3 separate regions of the Mus musculus genome follow, and regions 2 and 3 are each linked to region 1. A link is a contact called in public HiChIP or PLAC-seq data. All regions are on one chromosome and are shown on one strand. The core of a region is the stretch at or near the end of the contact, and the rest is flanking DNA. Distances in the headings are between cores, read along the strand shown. Region 1 overlaps Cald1 (caldesmon 1). Region 2 has its middle 15 kb from the start of Akr1b3. Region 3 holds the start of Akr1b8 (aldo-keto reductase family 1, member B8).

Region 1 (4,429 bases), core at 745-3,244:
TGCTCCAACATTGGTCCAGCCAGCTGGCATTTTAAACAGACCCAGTAATTACCCCACTTATAGCTGAAGAACTTAGCTATGAAATGTCATGTTAAAGTTTTACGGCCTCCCAGTATTTGTCATGCATCCTGACCTCCCCAGGACCTGATTTGACAACCTAACTACCAGTACCTCAGAATGTGACCTTATTTGGAAATTAGGCTTTAAGGCAGAGTCATCAGGGTGGGTTCTAATCCAGTAAGAAATCCGGGCAGGGAGTAAACCATGGGAAGAGATGTGACAAGAAAGCCACCTAAGGAAGACAATCAGGGCGACTACGCTTCTACAAGCTGAGGAATGTGAGAGACTGCTGGCCAAACAGGAGGAGGCAGCTCTCCAGAGGAGCCAACTGTGCCTAGTAACTGACTTATTTTAAAGATCTAGCTTTGTAGTTTTACGTCTCAAGAACAACTCAGAAGGCAGAGATTTCTCAGACATCCCCGGTCCCCCAGGCTCATAGCCTCCCCAACCAGAGGCATTCCTCAACTAGAAGGACATCTGGAACATCTGACAGACCCAGGCAGGTATTGCTCTTTCCATAACCCCGCAACCAGGTCTTGGGTGTTTACCATTCTCTTCTTAACCAAGCACCTCACTCCCCCTTAAGGCTCGGGTTTAGATATGTATTGGGACAGCTTCTTCTTAAACTCCACCTTAGCTTCAAAACCAAAACCAAGCGATGTGTTGCACGAGCAGACAGCAGGGTTATCCAGCGCTTGGACCTGATGCTGTCTGTGCATTTGAACAACCTGCCCCCACAGCTCCAGTATATACCCCTCACCCAAGTCCTCCTGCACTCTGCTCACTGGCCCCTCTTAAGCCTCTTTCCTTCTCCCCCAAGCTTTGGCACTCACCAATGACTTCTGTCTCCATTAGTCTTGGCTTCTACAGATCAATGTATGCTTAAAAGCTATGTTGGTCTTTTTCAGACCAATTTCTTTCACTTCATAGTATTTGTCCAAGTTTCAGACAAGTTTTTTTTTTCCCCCATGACTTAACAGCCTTTTTTTTTTTCAGTAGTGGATAATATTTCTATGTCTGGGTGTATCCTATGCTCATCCACAGAAGGGCAGTCACCCGTGGAAGGACCACTCAGCTATCATTTTTAAGCCACTTAGTGGGTGGTGATTTGTAACAGTGACCCCAGGAAACCGATACAGTATTCAATTTAAGGACTGAGCAGCTCTGCTTTGTTAAGGAGCAGTTGTAGCATGTTCAGTTGGAAGGTTGGTTACATTGTATTGGCACTCAGTCTAGCTGACTTCTTAAAATGTCCTCTCTTCTAAATTTCTCTTTTCATATGCTCACTTTCACCTTTGCTGTGTTCCTGTAGTCTTCCTAAGCCTGAGGATATTGGGAGTTTTCACTGTAGCTCTGAGTGGGGCTCATACTCCTTAGCATCCCAGGCCTCCTGGGAGAAGTTGGTTAACAGAGATATCTCCGCTCTTTGGGGTAGGGGCTTTTACATGGTCTCTCTTTAACTCACCAGTCTTGAGACCCAGGAGAGATCAAAGCGCATATTTAAGTAAGGTCGGACATTTAAGAAGTATGCAGGGCCAGAGCAGAGAGCGTGAACTTTGCAGACCTAAGCTTTATCTGGGACTGTACAACTCTTTGCCTTGAAGTTAACAGAGTTAACAAATTCTTTCTGGGTGTCCTTCATTTCAGGAGAAAAGCCCCTTCCTGTTCTTAGGACTAGGGAACTTTTGTGGTTAGGAAATACTCAAGAGACTAGCTAATAGCCCCCTCTGGGATGCAAGATGTTTGCCCATTTTGTGGGGACATTAGCAAACTTTAAAGGTCTGGCTGGGCCTGTTGAGTGTCATGTAATTCTAGGAGATCTGCTCACTTACAAATGAGCTGAATTGCATTCCCCACAGAGCTCTGTTGATCTCCTAACCCTAAGCCTCTCCGTGACTTCAATGGGAGGTCTTTGCAGATGTAAGGACGTGGAGATGAGGTCATCTGAGTGGTATGCAATCCAGTACAACTGGTGTCCTCTGAACACAAACACAGACATGCATGGGGGGAGGGCAATGGAAAGAGACATCCAGAATGGCATGTGAAACTACTGAGACACAAGGCCATGAGCCAAGGGACATCTAGGGCCATCAGAAGCTAGAAGAGGCCAGGACAGACCCTTCCCAGTGGTCTCCTAGAGTGAGTCCCCACTGATGTTACTTTCAGACTTCTAACAAACTTCTGTCTTTCTAAGCCACCCATTTGCCTTTCTACTTTGCCCTGGAAGTTCCAGGAAACGAATTCACCCCATCAGACTTGGCCCTGCTCTTGTGATTACCTAGCAACCCACTCACCTTCTATGTACTAACTCCCTCAAATGGCTCTCACAGTTAACCACCCACCCCTCCTGCCTTGTGAACTCTCACTAAACATCAGAAGTTGTGTTAACTACAGTCATTTTTCTCTCTCTCTTTTTTTTTGTAGATGAATGTAGTAAGAAACTCACAGACATTAAGTACCTCTCTCTGAGCACACTGTTAATAAACAGATAAACTGGAACCCAAGATTTTCAGGATGGTCAAGTCTCGGGATTCTTAACATACATGTTGCTCATCTGTCAAGAGTACTTAAGAACTGGCGGCCCTGGTTGACAAACACATCTTACATCCTACCACATTCTTTCCTTCCTGGTGTTCCTCATTTAGGACAAATAAGAAAAATGAGGAAGTCTATTTTTTTTTTTTTTTTTGCCTCAGTGTTTAGCAAATGTCCTTGAAGACTGGACTTGTCCTGAAGACAGTTGTGTGGGACCTGCTTCCTAGTGGGAACTAAACAAAGCAAGTACAACCAGAGACAAAGAACTCTTGACTTTCTGAAAAGTGGGATATGATAATGAATGCAGGTCAATCACAGACTCAATTCCACCGCATTTGCCCCAGCCTCGGGGGCTCTGGGGTTTCTGAAAAATGGGATGCTCAGAATCAAAAGCAGGGGTGTGGTATACTGATTGAAGCTTCCACCGGGATTCGTTGCTGTGGGGACTAGTTCCCTTAGCTTCCGCTAGCCTTTCCACAGGTGGAGAAGGCAGAGCACAGTGAACTTAGCAACCTATCCGCTGCTGGTATTTTTCTTATGGCTGTAGCCTTCAGGGAAGAAGTGTAACTTCTGACTCACACTGTCTTCTGCACACGGTTGCTTGGCTACGTGTGTTCCATCAAAACATCATGGCGGTGAGAGCTAGAAAAGGCCGTTCTACACATCACCTTGTGGTGGACAGGAAGCAGAGAGCAACTGGAAACTACCAGGACAAGGATCTATCCTCTAAAACCTGGACCCCAACCCCAGCCCCCTGCCTGGTGACCTGTTAGACGCCACCTCCTCAAGCTTCCGTAATCCTACAAAACAGCAACCATCAGCTGGGGACCAAGTGTACAACACATGGGCTTGTGTGGAGACACTTTAAACCATCATTCACTCAGTGATTAATAGTGGTCACTTCATTCTCTTCCCCTGGAAACCCCACAGGGGTGTGATTTGCTTGCTGCCTTCGGTAGAATCCACTGCTGTATGCATACAGTGTTTCCCTTCCTAACATGCTAAAGCGGCCAGTGCATGGTCTTCTCTGAAGGATGGGGAGACCATTCGTACTTGGCTGTTATCTTAACCTTCGTCTGAGACTTTCAAAATGAAGGACAAAACCATGTGGAGGATGAAACTCTAGAAAAGGAGAGTGAAGCAGTCTACTCACCAGCCCCGGGTTACAGACTTGGTCCCCAGGCTTGCTATACTGTAGTGTGGAGGGGGCACTACTGTTAATAAGTGGGTCCCACTTAGAAGAAGTTAGCAGGAGAATGTCTATGAACTGGCCTTTTTGTGTCTTTTTGTTTCCCAGAAACCAAGTCTGTAGACCGTGTCTTCCACCACACACTTGTGCCATGATGCTACACCACAAAAAAGGCCCAAAGTCATAAGGCCAAATGATCAGAGACCAACACCTCTGCATCAATGGACCCAAACAAAAGAAGTTCATCAGCTCGGGCATTTTTGTCAAAGAAAACACTGAAGTACACAATCAGTAAGCAGCCATGGGAAGGGAAAACACAGAGAGAATTAAATAAAGCCGGCAGACGTGGCTTGGAAGGAGGAGATGTCCAGAGTTACTTAGAGTCTAAACAGGAACCCAGCACAGGTTGAAGGACACATTCATTTTAATCAGCATCTGTATGTGATGAGGTTGATAATAAATTAGGAAGGAAATGTGAAAGACCGATGAGAAAAACATAGCCTATTTTATCTACAAGTTTATTGTTTTAAACTGCCCTTACCAAACAATTTTGTTTAACGTAAGTTGCCTTTAATAAAACGTGGCCTTAAACACAGAGGAAATTGATGTTGATCAAACTTGTGGTGTAAAACGTAGCATCAGGCA
Region 2 (4,429 bases), core at 960-3,459, 390 kb after region 1:
GACAGTGTTACAACCAAAAGGAGAATTGGCTCTTGCAATGCTCTGGCTATAAAAGATTTCACTACAATCAAAACCTGTAGGTGCATCAAACTCCAAAAGGATTGTTCTGATTTTTTTTTTTTAAATAGTGAGACCATCTTAATCTTCATCTAGAAGTTCAGTACTCCTGGCAGCATCCTATCACCAATGACTCAATAATTAATTCACCTGAATGACTAAATAATTAATTCACCTAAAAATAAACCATCCAGATAATCTTACAAAATCAGCCAGCTCTCTGGCCCAGTCCTCGATCAGCCAGTCCGTGGATAACCGTGCAGTATCCGGTTACTGGAAGATGAAGCCCTCTGATCGTTCCCTGGAGTATTAAACTTCCTAAACTCATTTACTTTCGTGTTCTTTTTAAAAACTAGTTTTAAAAAAACCTGAACTTTTCTTGCTGTCGATATCTGATTTAAGTGACTTGTATATACTTCAAGAGCTTAATTATTAAAAACAATTTTCTCATACAGTATGTTCCGACCTAAAGTCTGTGATGCTGATATGTTAAGAGAAGGACTTTTGTAGCATATGGGGTCCTCAGCATAGCATCAAACAATCTATTGTTCCTGTTAGAAGACCATAGAGTCTTATTGTCAATTCAGGGATCAAGGGCAAAAGCAGGAAATCCACTGGGAATTTTAAGTCTAGTTTAAGGCTTAATAGAAGAGAAGGGTAGAGTTTGATTAGGATTATGTGAGAATCACAACCTGATGGTTAAGAGGGGAAGACCAGCAAGGCAGTGAGTTTTCAATAAAAAAAAAAAAATCCAAGGAAATTTTGATGTTAAAAATTCTCATCAACGTTCTCTTCAAGTGAGTGAATAAGTCTTCTAAGAAGCTCCTGAGGTCAGCAGTGATGCGCGCTCTAAGTTTTATCTCTATCAGGCATGAATCTTTTTAGTGTACATGTATATATTTCTATCTGCCAGTATGCACTCAGGTGGGCACAGGCTGAAGAGACTGTCACTTTAGAACTGGGGTTCCAGGCAGTCATGAACCACCCGACACGGTCTGTGAATTGAATCTGTCCTCTGTAAGAGCACCTAGCACCCCTGACCTTGGCCACCTCTCCAGTCCGGACATGAATCTGCTGAAAGAGATTGCTAAGGTAGCAAGCCAACTGGTTAATGCGGCTGCATAGCGTCTAAAGTGTCATTTCTCAGAATGGATCTCATTGCAGGAAATAGAGAATCACGTAACTTTTTGTGGACAAAAGATACTGTGCGCATTAGTATTTTTATAAATGTTATATTTAAAATGGTAAAGTGTTATTCATTTATCAAACTGAATACAAGGACATGTATACATACATATTCAGTGATGGAGGGATGGAAGGAATCAATGAATGAATGAATGAATGAGTGAGTGAGTGAGTGAGTGAGTGAGTGAGTGAGTGAGTGAATGAATGAATGAATGAATGATCCAAATTAAGGAAAGCTGGTCAAGAAGCTGATTCTATCCCCGGCTTCTCCTTCCTCTTTAGGTTCCACTAAACATTTCCATCCCATTTGCTTAGCTATCCCAAAGTCCTGTTCATAATTTTAGCCCAGGGAGACCAAAGATATTTTTCAAAAAAATTCTCTTAGCATAGGTAAGTGAGGGAAGCATTTAGAAATTACTGCTGCCTACTGAGAATTGAATGTGGAAAATAAATAGCTCCAGTAACCGCCCGTGTGTTCATCCCTCCCACTGGCACAGAGCCGTTGCCACCCACTTCCAGTGGCAATCCTGTGGTCACCTCTACAGGGCAGTACTGCTGACGTGATCCCTGCCTAGCAATGCACACCCAGGGTATTACCATACTAGTGCCCATCCACAGAATGAAGTTAAGTGTTGCTGAAAAAAAAAAAAAGAAAATCAGTCAAGGGTAGTTACTAAGGCACAAGGAAGAATGTTTTCAGAACCCCTGCCTCTGGGCACTCCAGTGGAGGAGAGATGAGGCTCAAGGCTCAAGTCTAAATCCTGCATGGGCAAGCAGGAATTTAAAACCAAGGTGAGGTGTGGGGGTTTGTCCCGCGCTACCTCCCGCCAGTAGGATTGACAGGGCACACAGGATCCTTCTGCAGTAAAGTTTTAATGCGTCTTGAGAGTGAGAGCATCAGCTTACAGAGCGAAGAGTGGCAAAACCCCATCCCTTTTAAAGAGAATTGTCCTCCGCCTTGGACATGTCGCTCCCTGATTGGCTGCAGCCCATCAGCCGAGTTGTCAACAAGGGGAAGGCAGAGCACAAGGAGTGGAAAACTACCCTGGCACATGCGCAGATTACTTGTTTACTACTTAGAACACAGGATGTCAGCGCCATCTTGTAATGGCGAATGTGAGGGCGGCTCCTCACAGGGGTTGGTGGGTAGATAGTTACTAAGAGGAAAATACCATAGATGAGGTGAATCATAGCTAAACTGGTATAAGGACGTGTGTGACGATGTGTGAGAATGGTCAGGCAAGGCAAGGAGTGTGACCAGGTTTTGAGGAAGAGAGGTCTGCGCTAAATCAGCTTTGCAAGGCTCTTCGCTAAAGCCAGACTTCGTGATAAACACAGATAGGCCTAGCAGAGGTTTCATACACCTGACTATTTTCAGCAACTGAAGACTCTATCTCAGTTCCTTTTCTTGCTCTCCTTTGGCCTTATCAGGGCTTGGCAGCAAGCCTTCACTGAGGTCATCCTGAGCCTTGACTTCCAGGGACAGTAGGGACTGCTCTCCCACGGAGACTGAAAGTCTTTGTTCTGGTTTCATTTATGTTGCTGGGGATAATATATTCTTTTTAAAAGTAGCGTGGAGAGTCCATTGGATTACAGTTCCAGGTTCCAGCCAATTGCTGTGGGAAAGCCAAGGTGGGAACACAAAACAAGGTCAAGAGCAGAAAAAGAATGAACGTGTGCTTGGTTACTGCTTGGTTACTGCTTAGCGCTCAGCTAGGTTTCCCCTTCTGGGGCCTCGCCTATGAAATGGTGCCACACACATGGTCTTGGTCTTCCTACATCAATTAACCATCAAGATGCTCACTCCCAGAGACCTGCCCACAGGCCAAGCTTCTCTAGAGAACTCGTCATTAAGATGCTAGGTTGTGTCAAACTGACCATCTCTATCTCAAGTTAGACACACCAAATCCCAGAGTTGCTTCCTCCAGGAAGGAAAGCGGGAAGCTTTGTTCTTGGCCTCATTTCTTTAGTGAATAAGAAATCTTGCAACTGGATGAAGCAAACTGTAAAGTAACGTTCTAGAAGGGAGTGTATTTCAATTGTCCATAGCCTGGTCTACGTAATGAGTTTCCAAACAGGTCAGAGCTACATAGTGAGACACGGTCTGAAAAATGGACAAATGGAAAGAAAAGTCGAGTGAGTGTTTACAAGTTTATACGGCTGCTTCCTATAACGTAGAAAAAGGTAAAGATGGAAACCGAATTTCCAGCACCCCACAGGGCAACTCACAACTATCTGTAACTCTAGTTCCCAGGGATCTGACACCTTCTTCCGGGCTCTGAGGACACCAGGCAGGCATGCTGTACACATATAGATGTACATGCAGGTAAATCTCTCATACACATCATCATCATCATCAACACTAGGATGATGAGGTTAGGTCAGCAAAATGGCTCAGTGGATGGAAGCACTTGCCACCAAGACTGACATTCTGAGTTCGATCCCAGAGCTCCTCATGGGGAAAAAGAGGAACAAACTCCTGCAAGCTGTCCTATGACCTATATACACACATACATATATACACATGCTCACCTACATATATACACATGCTCACCTACATATATACACATGCTCACATACATATATACACATGCTCACATATATATATACACGCATGCTCACCTACATATATACACATGCTCACATACATATATACACATGCTCACATACATATATACACATGCTCACATACATATATATACATGCTCACCTACATATATACACATACACACAGCTAGGCACATACACATACATAGGAGAGGAAGAGAGAATCAATGTAGTTAAAATTTTTTTATTAAGCCTCTGAATGGACTATAATTAGTGGGAAAATCTTTTTTATTACATTTATTTGTTCACTTTACAACCCAGTATCAGCCCTTCCTCACCTCCTCCTAGTACCCCCTCATGCAAGTTCTCCCTACATTTTACCTTCCCCTTGTCAGAAGAACTCCCCCTCTCTATCCCCTATATACACATCAAGTCACTCTGGGACTAGGCACATGGTCTTCCACTGAGGCCAGAGGAGGTGGTCCATTTAGGGGCGTGGGATCCACAGGTGGGCAGGTAGCAGGCTCAGGGACAACCCTGGCTCCAGTTGTTGAGGGACCCACATGAAGACCAAGCTGCTCGTCTGCTACACATATGCAGGGAGCCTAGGTCTAGCCTGTGTTCGCTCTTTGGTTGGTGA
Region 3 (4,429 bases), core at 1,172-3,671, 360 kb after region 1:
CATCAGTTCTGGCTTGGAGCATGGATATTTACACCCAAAGATAGAGTGAGAACAAGGAAGGTTAGGAGAAGCTGGAGAGGGCTCTTGGTATGGACCAGAGTCTACCTGCTTTGAAGTTTCATCCACCAAGTGGACCATTGTACCTTGCTGACAATGAAGAGGTCCTCCCGCTGCACAGCCTTCTCTTTGATCTTCTCTTGGATGGCTTCTCCCACCTCATTCTCGTTGCAATAGGCATACGCGCAGTCGATATGGCGATACCCAGCGTCAATGGCCGCCTTCACAGCTTCTTTGACTTGGTTTGGGGGAGACTGAAAGGCAATAGAAAAGGCCATTGCAAAGGACACTCTTATACCAAAACCTTCCTCAACAGGCTCCACACAGCCCAATTTCGCCAAATCCCTGCAATGCTGGCGGGTGAGGGACTGGGGAAGAAAACAAACTTTTCAAAACAAGAAGAAAACCGTAATGTTCCCCCGTCCCGTGTTCTATCGGAGATAAAAGTCAGTTTCCATCTAATGTACCCGGTCTTAAAGGAGCTCTTGTTTCTGGGGTGACAGATGCCTGCCACTGCAAGTTGCTGAAAGCCAGACTTAACTCTGCAGTGACCCAGAGGACTTCAGCCCCAGACCGTGATAAGAATGTGAAGAATGGTTGTCTTATGGTAAATCCAGACTTGACCACACAGCAGCTGTGCTCAGGAATGAAGTACAATCGACTTTTTTTTTTAAAGCAGAAAGCCAAACTACTGGGTATGGTGGCCCGTGTATGTAGTCCCAGTATTTGAGAAACAGGAGGATTTTGAGTTTGAGGCTAGCTTGGGGCACATAGCTGTCCCCAAAATAAAACATAAATACGAAAAAGCCTTTCATCACCAAAACAACCAGCCGAACAAAAAACTACTCTTCTTTCACCAAATCTAGAAATATCTTGGTTAAGCATCAAACACAGAAAAGCTCCAGAGAGATAGCCTGCTTCCCTGGGATCAGAAGTGACCCCTAGCGGTTCAGAAGTACCTGGGCCTTCCAATAGAATCTTGCCTGCCAGCATTCCTTCAGATAAGAGCAGACTCTCCCTCTATGATACCACCTCCTTATCTTGACAACAACTCCCTTGTCAAGCGCTCGGTCTAATCTTTGGATTTCTGTGGGTTACTTCTGGTCAGAGTGCTTGACAGCTTGGTAGAAAGTGAAATGTCTAATTTGGAGCAAATTCGAGGTTTTAAACCCAGTGCTGAATCAAAGAGAGGCCCCACCTCTGTCCCATGATCAGAAGAAAAAGACAGTGCAAAGATCGAGAGACAGAGGCTAAGCGAGAGACAGAGGCTAAGCCACCAGGACAAGAGACTCGGACTCCAAAAACAACTCCTCCTGGAGGTGGCTCACACCTGTGATAACCTCTAGAAGCTGAGGCCGGAGGATTGCAAGTTCAAGGCCAACCCAAGCTATAGAATAAGTTCTAGGGCAGCCTAAACTGAAGTGTAACTCCCAGTCGCCAGAAATCAAATAGAGACAGCTCCTGGAAACTAGCTGACCACTGTCCTGTTATCACGAAAGGAAATAAACCCAAGGACAAAGTTAGGAGATGGAACAATGTCAGACTTGTCTCAACAGAAGTGGGAAGGGCCTTGGAGCATTCTTCCAGGAGAGCACACTGCCAGGCAGGATCTGAGCTCAGGCTCTGTCATCTTCCTGCTTAGTTTGATGTGCTCAGAAAATGGTGTAGTGTCTTGGTAAGGTGCAGGTGCCAGTAGCCTGTGCTAGGGTCTGAGACTCCACCTTTCCCCCAGGCTTCCAGGCCACAAGCTGCAGAGTCTTTCCCCCACCAAACAGAGCTAGGTCATTTGGAGCTTTTGGTGTCCTGCCACTGAATAACTCAGCCCTGGCTGTCCTGGAACTCACTCTGTAGACCAGGCTGGCCTCTGGCCTCAAATTCAGAAATTCGCCAGCCTCTACCTCCCAACTTCTGGGATTAAAGGCATGCACCACCACTGCCCTGCTTCAAACCAGCCAAAACTTATAAAACTTTAAGTGTCTCATGAGTTCAGAAGAAAGCTTGTTAAGAGGGTAACTGGCAAGTTCGGGAAAACTTGAAACCTGACACTTCACAGGGATATCTCTGCTGGAAAAAGTCTGTCAGAGCTTTGAGGTCTGAAACAGCACAAAAGGCAAAACCAACTTGTGTTCTGTCTCTAGGGTTCCAAACTCCCAGTAGATGTCATAAAAAGAAGAGGAAATGCCAAGACCAGGTGCCCAAGACTGCGCACTCACCTTCCAGGTGCCCAGGCCCACAATGGGCATCTTGGCTTTGGTACTGAGTTCCACGAACGTGGCCATGGTTGCTGCCAAAATCTTGCTGAGAGCAGATGTCTGTGTCCTTGTTAATGAGACAGATGGAGGCTTTAACGTCCTGGATGAAGAGGCCGGCTCTTACTGCAAGCGCCACGCCCAGACCCCTCCCGCCCCCGCCCCCCCTCCCGCAATGAACCGGAAGTTCATCCCAGTCTTTTGTAAGCTTTTAAGAGTGTGAGTAAAGATTAGTCATAAACCAGAGGGAAATCTCCCTGATGCAGAATATAAATTACTTTGTAGAGCTACTTAGAGGTGTATGAGCCTTAGGCGCATGGGGTGAAAGATCCTTCGAGCTATATTGCTAGCTATGTTTGGGTTTCCACAGTGTGTGGAGAATATGTATGGGTTTCCACAGTGTGTGGAGAACGGTGGAGCCTGTAGGTATTCCATGAGGTTGAGGCAAGTAAAAGTTTTCAGAGGCAAAATGGGAGGCTGCATAAATTATTTTGAGCTAACTGTTGCTGATCACAAAAGATCAATGACAGGGGCGCTTGCAGAGGAGGGGGGAGGGGAGAGAGGGGAGGGAACGGGAGAGGAGAGAGTGTTTTCTGACCCTCTTTTTGTTTGTTTGTTTGTTTAAGTTTTACTCATCTAATTGATGGAAGATTGTGAAAAGCAAATTTCCCCTGTTAACCACTAAGACCTTTCTTTGATAATATTCTTTCTCTCTCCCTCTCCCTCTCTCTCTCTCTATCCCCCCTCTCTCTGAATTTGAAATTTGACAAGTTGTCTAACTGTATAATTATAGTGAGCTTTTACATTTTTTTTGCTTACATTTAAAAACCAGACTTTTGTGATTATATTCTGTTTCACTAAGGACAGCATGAAAAAGAAAGATGCGAGCATAAACATCCTTTTCTGTCACTCGGATGCCATTGCCCGGTGCAGTTTCCTGGGCTCTTCTCAGCCTGTGTCAGCTTCTATGCACCGCACCACATTTTCCAAAGCTGACACCACAAGGCTAGCTTTTCTACACGTTTATAGTGAGTCATTTCAAAATTGCCTTTATGTTAAACATTTTAACGTTGCATTCTATTTTATGGTAATTTATTCTACCATTTCCACTATTCTTAGGTCTCTTGCTGATTTCCAGCTGGTTTCTATTGTGTATAAATAATATTTCAAGAAATATCATTGCAGTGAAGCATTGGGCCTCATTCCCTGGGGATAGATCTTTAGAAGTAGGAATATAGACTCAAATGAAGTTTATTTCAGTTTATCACACAAGGTATAGGTCAAAATTGATTTTTTTTCAAAATGGCAATTTTCAGTCATTTATAGAATAATACATTCTCACCTCCATGTTTATAGTTTTTCAAGAATCATATGTAAATGTTCTTGACTTTTACTTTATTGATATTATAAAACTAATGCATGTCCTCTAGAAAGAAAAACCAGAAAAATCAGAGTAAACAAAAGATTTTACGGGAGTTATAAGAGAATAAAAATTATCATTTTCCAATATTGAAATACTTATCAGCAATAACCTTGGGGTGTAACTGGAATACCTCACTGATTCAAGAAGTCCCAGATCATAGGAGCTCTGGTCTCCAAGGTGAGCCTAGGGCAGAAATAGCAAGCTCAGGATGGAAGCCCTGACCCACAGATGCCCAGGGACAGTGGCAGGTAGCCAGGTGTATGCCTAAGCCACCTTCAGTGTGTCTCCAGAACAGCACAGAGAGAGGAACTGAAATGTCTGGGGAAACTGACTGAAGGGGTTCACAGGCTGATTAGAAATATTTACAGTCAGCACTGTTAAAGTTGCAGTGTGCGTACAACTTAATGTTCTCAGGAGAGACTGAGCCACGATGTAGGCTCTACAGCTAAGGACATTGGTAATACGGGCAGTTTAGGAATGCTGACTGTAACTGAGGACCCAATAAATTAGTTCGGGGGGTGACAAACTTCAGGGAGATGTCACAACCAAGCAGAACTCATACCATGACATTTTTCATGCCCTCCTACCCCATTGAAATCCCATTGACACTTGGAAAGAGAAGACGCTAAATATAGGAGATTTTAGTCCATAAAGGGAAGTAAAACGGAAGCACAAGCGTCAACACCAAACTGGGTTGAAG

The links. HiChIP or PLAC-seq counts read pairs in DNA pulled down with a chosen protein or histone mark.
Region 2: a contact with region 1 is called in an H3K27ac HiChIP or PLAC-seq map of embryonic stem cells, with 5 read pairs. The contact joins two enhancer-like sites.
Region 3: an H3K27ac HiChIP or PLAC-seq map of embryonic stem cells shows a contact between it and region 1, with 5 read pairs. The contact joins the promoter of Akr1b8 here to the enhancer-like site in region 1. A contact is called at or near these places in 6 of 39 promoter capture datasets (the 3T3-L1 cell line, the HPC-7 cell line, cranial neural crest and 3 more), 4 of 115 datasets of contacts at active chromatin or transcription factors (embryonic stem cells, extraembryonic endoderm stem cells and pancreatic cancer cells) and 2 of 9 other capture datasets (adipose tissue and liver).

The regions. Positions count from the first base shown.
Region 1 is chr6:34,714,981-34,719,409 of GRCm38.p6, reverse strand. All of the region lies in intron 3 of Cald1 (caldesmon 1), which reads right to left. It overlaps Gm38787 (a long non-coding RNA gene), which reads left to right. Exons shown (of 3, transcript XR_868972.2): 2 at 2,485-4,429. Among named protein-coding and RNA genes, the nearest start is that of Gm38787, 16 kb to the left of the region's middle. Within about 2 kb of position 1,994, at least 104 of the 459 cell types and tissues checked have an H3K27ac peak or open chromatin away from gene starts, as enhancers often do. A contact at or near this core is called in adipose tissue, embryonic stem cells, liver and 2 more, where this site is marked.
Region 2 is chr6:34,329,816-34,334,244 of GRCm38.p6, reverse strand. No RefSeq gene overlaps it. Among named protein-coding and RNA genes, the nearest start is that of Akr1b3, 15 kb to the right of the region's middle. Within about 2 kb of position 2,209, at least 13 of the 459 cell types and tissues checked have an H3K27ac peak or open chromatin away from gene starts, as enhancers often do. A contact at or near this core is called in embryonic stem cells, where this site is marked.
Region 3 is chr6:34,352,138-34,356,566 of GRCm38.p6, reverse strand. Akr1b8 (aldo-keto reductase family 1, member B8) reads right to left here and starts at 2,421. Exons shown (of 10, transcript NM_008012.2): 1 at 2,271-2,421; 2 at 144-311. The coding sequence starts at 2,336.